Linked DNA regions of Drosophila melanogaster: region 2 is linked to region 1. A link is a contact called in public Hi-C data. All regions are on one chromosome and are shown on one strand. The core of a region is the stretch at or near the end of the contact, and the rest is flanking DNA. Distances in the headings are between cores, read along the strand shown. Region 1 holds the start of CG8620. Region 2 holds the start of CG8607.

Region 1 (3,282 bases), core at 247-2,746:
AAGGAAAAATCGATGATGAATCTGCGAATTAAAAGTCTATAGCCGCACATCGATTAATCTGCAGCTGAAGCGAGTCGCTTTAATTTAGTTTTTCAGCCTTGTTTTTGCTGCTTACGAGGAAAAAGACAGCAAGGCTTCGTTGAAAAACCCGTTCGGCGCGCAGGAAAGTCGGAAAAACGAAAATCGTATAGCGGCTTGGTAACAAAACGCGCCCACTCGCGGAAAACAACAAGTTTAAATATTAATTAAATCGATTTATATTTACTAAATCATAATATACATCGCTATTACTTCATGTAGGCGAGCAGAAGCACACTCCACGTCGAATTTATTGTTCGTTTGCTTAAAAAATCAGTTTCAATTGCCGCAACTCCGTTGGCATTAAAGTTATAACGATGTTTCTTTAATAATATTTTTTAATGGTAACCGAAAAAACAGCGCGCGCTGCTGCGCTCTCCCGAAAAATTACAGAGAGAATGCGTTGCGAGCTGCTTATATAGATTTTTAAAATATCAGAGAAACCAAATGATGGTAATGTAAAAATACCAAAGCCGGGAAATCGCGTTTTAACAGTCTGTTAACAGTCTGGCGTATCACACTGTTAATTCTCTTCAGCGGTTAAATGTATCTATTGGATGCGCCAAATATATCTTATCCATATTAACAGCTATTTTGATTAAGAAAACTTAGACTCGTTTAGTTTTATTTAAAATTTTTTAATAGTTTTGAATTATTATACCTTTTGTCGATTTTTAAATATAAGTAAACGTAAGGAATGATTTTAACCGCTTGTGGTTAAGACTGCATATTTTGGCGGGCACAATTCAAAAGCAATCATGAAAATACCACAATAAAAATACTAGTCTCAAGCGGTAATGTCTTATACGTAGTCTTATACCTTAAAATTAAATAGCAGTTCTGTAAAATATTTAACCGTTTAGTATTTCTAAAATAATGTGCTAAACCTGATTTATGCAATTATTAAGATCCCAAAACATTTTCAAAAAATTGTGTAAATTTCTTAATACTTTATATTCTTAAAATTTTCGATGATTTAAAACGATAAAATAATTGTTTTAAAATTACACACTTGGACGAAATTCAAAATTAAAATTATATCAAAATAATGTCATATTTCACAAAATCGTAAAAAATAATAAAAGGTATGCTTATAAAAATACGCAGAATATTTATAATGCATATAATATGCAGAAATACAAAAGTAAGAAGAATTTCGCAAAAATATGAAATATGTTTGAGGTTACGTTCGGCAATGAAATTATGTAACATTAAAAACACGTGATCAATGGAAGTAATTTCCCAAAAACCCATGAATGCGATTTGGTTAAAAATAGCTCAGATGACGTCACATTTATCGTGTGGTTTGTATGAGTATGTGACTGATAAAGAAAGGCAAATGTTTACAGTCCGAAAGTCGCGATTAGCTTGGCGCCAAAGTTGCCTATAAAAGCTCATCGACCGAATGCCGCAGAAGCCAGTCAAATTCAAGTGTTCAAGTGAAGCAGTCGAAACATAAGCAACAGATTCCGCAGCAGTTATATCCAGTTCAGAGAAACAGTAGTTAATCAGTAATTAAAGTGTTGAGTGAATTTCTTATCGGGTCAGTTGTAAACTAGTGCAAAAATGTCGCAATCCGATAACGTGGCACGTGAGCAAACTGCGGCAAATGCAGGGCCGGATGCATGTCAAGGATGCCGCGGCCAATTGCCAAATGCCACGCCCGTGGAAGTCGAGGACATGGCCTTGCCGTCGATGGAGCGTCTCATTCGAAAGGCCAACATGGCCCAGAAAATGCTGAACGATGTGATGAAACAGATCCAGAAGCAGCAGCAGCAGGAATCTCAACTCTCCATCAAGGAGACCAAGTCCAAGCACCGCAGCTCCGATGGAGGTAAACGACGACACAGAGGACGCAAACATCATAGTCATAGTCATCACACTAGCTCATCTTCCAGTTCCAGTTCCGACCACAGTGACTGCGAGCTGATCCTGGCGGAGAAGGAGGGGCACATGCCGCGGAGAAGACACACGCGAGATGACCGCAAGCGGGATCGTTCCCGGTCTCGCGGTCGCTCCCGTGGTCACTCGCGTGGTCGTTCTCATGGGCGTTCTCGTTCCAGGTCCTACACCGATTCCCGACGATCTCGAGCACTACCCCTGGCTCTGCCCGTTCGGATTTCAGTGTGAGTATCTGGCTTCATTCAGTATTATTCAATATTCATTTTATATATTAAGTGCGCATAAAAAAACCAAAAAAAAAAAAATAATAAAATATATAAAATATGAAAAAAATATTCAAATGAATTCTTTTTAATGGAGGGTGGGCTTATCTTTATTTTGGGTGCAAATAATACATACTGTTCAGGTATTCAAGATAATAAGTTACATTCGTTGATGAAATGCTGATTTAATTTAGCATTCATATTTACCAAAGTTGTGAAATATTTGAACCATTTTTCTGAGAAAATAAAGTTCAAAGTTTTGGAACTGTAAAAAGAAGTTTTTATCTTACCTCCATCAGCCGATTAACAAATAAACAATCGTTTGTTATTTTTAAATATTTCTTATATTTTTTAAATGCCGTTTGTTTTTACATTAATAGTTTTTATTTTGTAGTTGTTGTGCTAATTATATGTTAAACATAAAAATTGTTTCTCCCTCTCGTATAATTACTCGGTTTGTTCTCGTTTTGATTGTGATCTATTAAGTTAATTTCATCTTTTGATTTGTAGACTTTGCTGTGAGTTTGCTCCTTGCAGTCGCAACTTTTCTGTTGTTCTTAATAAATTCGTAAAATTCGATGTTAAATGTAATAAACCATTTCATTGCTTCGTACAAATAAATGCATATAAAAACCGACTAAAATCGCGTTAATCGCTATATAAACAAAGAGTGCTGCTGGCTCGTAAATTTTCGATTTTGTTTTTTGCTTTTATTTCAAATGAGACACTAAAGAATTATGCTGTCTGGCTCGGGTTGGAATAAATTTTACCCAAGTGAACACCTTAATCTGCGACTTTATTTTGTGATTTCTGTGGCTCTAATTGGTATGTTCATATTTAGTGGCTGCTATTTACTCGCTTTTCATGGCTTGCATTATTTATTGTATATCCGTAATTTAAGAGAGCTTTGTCTAAAAACAAATTTTGGCACATGGTTTCCGAAATGGGTTCAATTCGTCCCTCTGATCCTCCTTCTAATCCTCATCGATTTTATTTGACTGTTTAATTGGTTTCCTTATGCTTTTTTAGGCTAGTTAAA
Region 2 (3,282 bases), core at 363-2,862, 160 kb after region 1:
TTTTTTTGACGCTCCTATAGTGTTTTTATTCTGCACTCCGCTCCAAAAGCTAATTAGAAAAAGAGCGTTTCTTTGTGGGGAGTGGGGGTGTGGTCGTGATGGGAGGATATCCTGGACATTATGTTTTCTGTTTGCCATGCCGTGCGGTGCAGACAAACATACAGATGAAGGTTGTTAGCAGCTCGCATAATCAAGGGCGGGTGCACAAAAGGCAAACACGGAAACAACTTGTTGCAACTACAAGCCGAACAAAGTGGGTACACACACACACACACTCATGTGTGTGAGGCGACGCCAAAGGACACAGATCCTGCGGACCAGCTGGGGAAGTGGGAACTGGTGCGGCGGAAGTGGGCTGGAAGTGCGAAAGGACACTGGTCTCAGATTATAAATTATTTATACTGTTTGCCAAACAGGTAAAGAGTTTCCACTTGGCCCAGGATATTTGCACAGGTCCTTTGCCGAGCGAAACGAAAGTCGATTTAATCAGCAAGCCAGGTACTTGGGATAGGAAAAAATCCAAATGTATTTTAGCAAGGAACAAACATATTTATTTTCCATATCAATTAACTGACATATCCTGATTGTTTGCCGTGTCGAACTTTGCTCGACCTTGCTGGCCAATCAGGTGCCAAACAAAATTCAATTTGATTGCACATTCTTATGGGAACTCGATCAATCGGAACCGCAGCACTGGAGTACATTACAACAATCGTTTTTGCATATTACAAACAGGACAAAGCGCAATTGTTGCTGGCACAAAGGATATCGCAGAACATCGATGGCGAGGAAAACAATGGCGCGTAAACAAACAAATGGCGACTATGAAATGGATGCGGGTTACAGGGTATGGGTTATGCAAATCGAAGGTGGAGAAGTACGCACGCTTTGTTAATTGAAATTCTGTCGCGCACACTCGTTTCCGCTGGGCCCAGCCAGTTAGGAGCACATCCTATATACCACACCCACACCCACACAATCACATTCCAACCTAACCCCACCCACTGCAAACCAAATCAAACTCAAGGACGACGGGCTCCTGGCGCCTGAAACAATGTAATTGAGTGGCGACAGGAACAAAACAGAAGCTGTGCACCGCCCAAATGGGGAAGCCTTTCATTCGGCGAGACTTTGTAGGCGGATTTCCCCGGTTACTATTCCCAGTGCCTCTTTCCCGGCTGCTTTCAGTCCACTTCCGGTTTCCTTGCCGCCGTTAGCGGTCCTCATTGTTACGCCAAAGTGTCATTATTGTTTTCGCTGGCACTCGCCATTTATTTAAAGTGTCACTTCGTGATGTTTTTGTTTTGAATTTAAAAAATATATATATTTTAAATGATTTTGAGTACTTAAAACTTCCAAAGTGTATCACTCAAAACAAAGACACTAGAATAACTATGTATAACTATATTCTAGTGTCTTTGCTCAAAAAGAGAAAACTTATCACTTTACTTTATGAAATATGATTTGTGTTAAAAAATCTGGAATTTTTAACTTTAGCTTACTTTAAAAAGCTTTGAATGTTTTTTAAGTTACTTTCTTTATTTTAGCTTTAATTTGTAGTAATTAATCTACAAAAAAAAACATAAACAAATGTCATCCATCCCTGGTTCGCTTATCAGCTGTTTGCCGGCAAACTACTTTGGTTTTCCTACCATTCGCTTCGCTTTAAAATCAAATATGCAACGATTCCTGAAGGTATTCAAACAGCAAACATGCAAAATAATCGGCATGATACACGTGGATGCGCTGCCAGGTGAGAGAAGCTACACCAAAGCCTCAGAAACCAACAAATCCGATTGCTACTAATCCGGGAAACACAACACCAGGAACGCCACGATACGCCGGCAACTGGAAGCAGACAATTGAGAATGCCATCTACGAGGCGAATCTGTATAAGAAACACCAACTGGTAGGATGTACATACATAAGTGATATTCCATGCTGTTTAAACTGACGGCAAGTCCTTTTGCAGGATGCCGTGCTCATCGAGAACATGCACGACATTCCCTATGTGCCGGAGCGTCTTCTTGGCGCCGAGATAGTCGCCTGCATGACTCGGCTGGGACGGGCGGTGCGCGAGGTGATCCCCCAGGAGATTCCGTGTGGTGTCCAAGTGCTCGCCTGCGGCAATAAACAAGCACTGGCCATTGCCAAAGCCAGTCAGCTGCAGTTTATACGCGCTGAGGGATTCGTCTTTGGCCACGTGGCGGATGAGGGTTTCACGGATGCCTGTGCGGGCGATTTGCTGCGCTACCGGAAGCTCATCGATGCCGAGGATGTGCTCATCTTCACGGATCTGAAGAAGAAGCACAGCTCACATGCCATAACCGCCGATGTCAGTCTCTTGGAAACGGCCCATGCGGCAGAGTTCTTCATGACCGATGGTATCATCATTACGGGTACAGCGACGGGTCATGCAGCCAGTCCCGAAGATCTGCAGCAGCTATCCGGCAGGGTTAAGGTTCCCCTGATAATTGGCTCTGGGGTGACCAGGGATAATATCGACAGTTACTACAAAGATGCGCACGCAGTGATAATTGGGTCGCATTTTAAGCGAAATGGCAACTGGCTGGAAGAGATCAGTGAACCAGCTGTGGATGAATTCATGCAAAAGATTTGCCAACTGCGACACTCGAAATGATTATAATTGTTAATGGATTTATTGATGTGTATAAATGTTGTAAACGATGATATATGTTTGTATACGATTTAGTTTGATGTCATCTAGTTCTAGAATAGATTAGCAAAGAAATCATAAATCCGCTCACGCAAAGATGTGGGTTTTAGGGCGGAGGACGACTCGCTGGAGAAAGCAAAAGGCTTCTCGACCAAAACCGGAGACACTGCATCCAAGGTGTCGTCGAACTTGACGCGCTTTTTCTGCGGCGGCGTGCAGATCTCCTCATGACTCTTTAAATGCACAGGGAACATATTGTCCCCGTTGAACAGATCCTCTCGCTTTACAAATGTTGGTATGGTGTTGTCCACATTGTGGGCCCTGAAATACGATTTGGAATCGGAGTAGCGACTGGCAAAGCCGTAGCTTGGATCGTGATCATTGTTAGGCGCCGGTACATTGCTGCGTTTGAGGATGCCGCGTACATTGGCCACCTTGTCACCGGCAGCAATCTTTTTGTACAACTTTGAGATGCGGTTCTCCTTGCTGGCGGTGGCCAGCTCTCCAGGCCTTCCCGGCTGGTGGCGCATCTGCACTGCCGGAGGCGGTGGAGGAGCTGGTGGTGGTGGTGCAACACGTTTCATGGAAACAGAGGAGGAGGAGGA

Evidence for each region. Hi-C and Micro-C count contacts between places; a contact is called where the count stands out from the background.
Region 2: a Hi-C map of the Kc167 cell line shows a contact between it and region 1, with 2.9 times the contacts expected there. A contact is called at or near these places in 13 of 107 Hi-C or Micro-C datasets (the Clone 8 cell line, the Kc167 cell line, the Ras3 cell line and 5 more) and 1 of 7 datasets of targeted methods (the Kc167 cell line).

Annotation. Positions count from the first base shown.
Region 1 is chr3L:7,156,603-7,159,884 of dm6, forward strand. CG8620 reads left to right here and starts at 1,497. Exons shown (of 2, transcript NM_144196.2): 1 at 1,497-1,912; 2 at 1,977-2,272. The coding sequence starts at 1,645. The coding sequence ends at 2,008. It overlaps corn (cornetto), which reads right to left and starts at 471. Exons shown (of 8, transcript NM_168193.3): 1 at 1-471. Dscam2 (Down syndrome cell adhesion molecule 2) reads right to left here. Exons shown (of 21, transcript NM_168196.4): 21 at 2,597-3,282.
Region 2 is chr3L:7,318,456-7,321,737 of dm6, forward strand. It overlaps CG8607, which reads left to right and starts at 1,613. Exons shown (of 3, transcript NM_139843.3): 1 at 1,613-1,753; 2 at 1,827-1,909; 3 at 1,973-2,756. The coding sequence starts at 1,678. The coding sequence ends at 2,641. RhoGEF4 (Rho guanine nucleotide exchange factor 4) reads right to left here. Exons shown (of 4, transcript NM_139844.3): 4 at 2,644-3,282. The coding sequence ends at 2,731.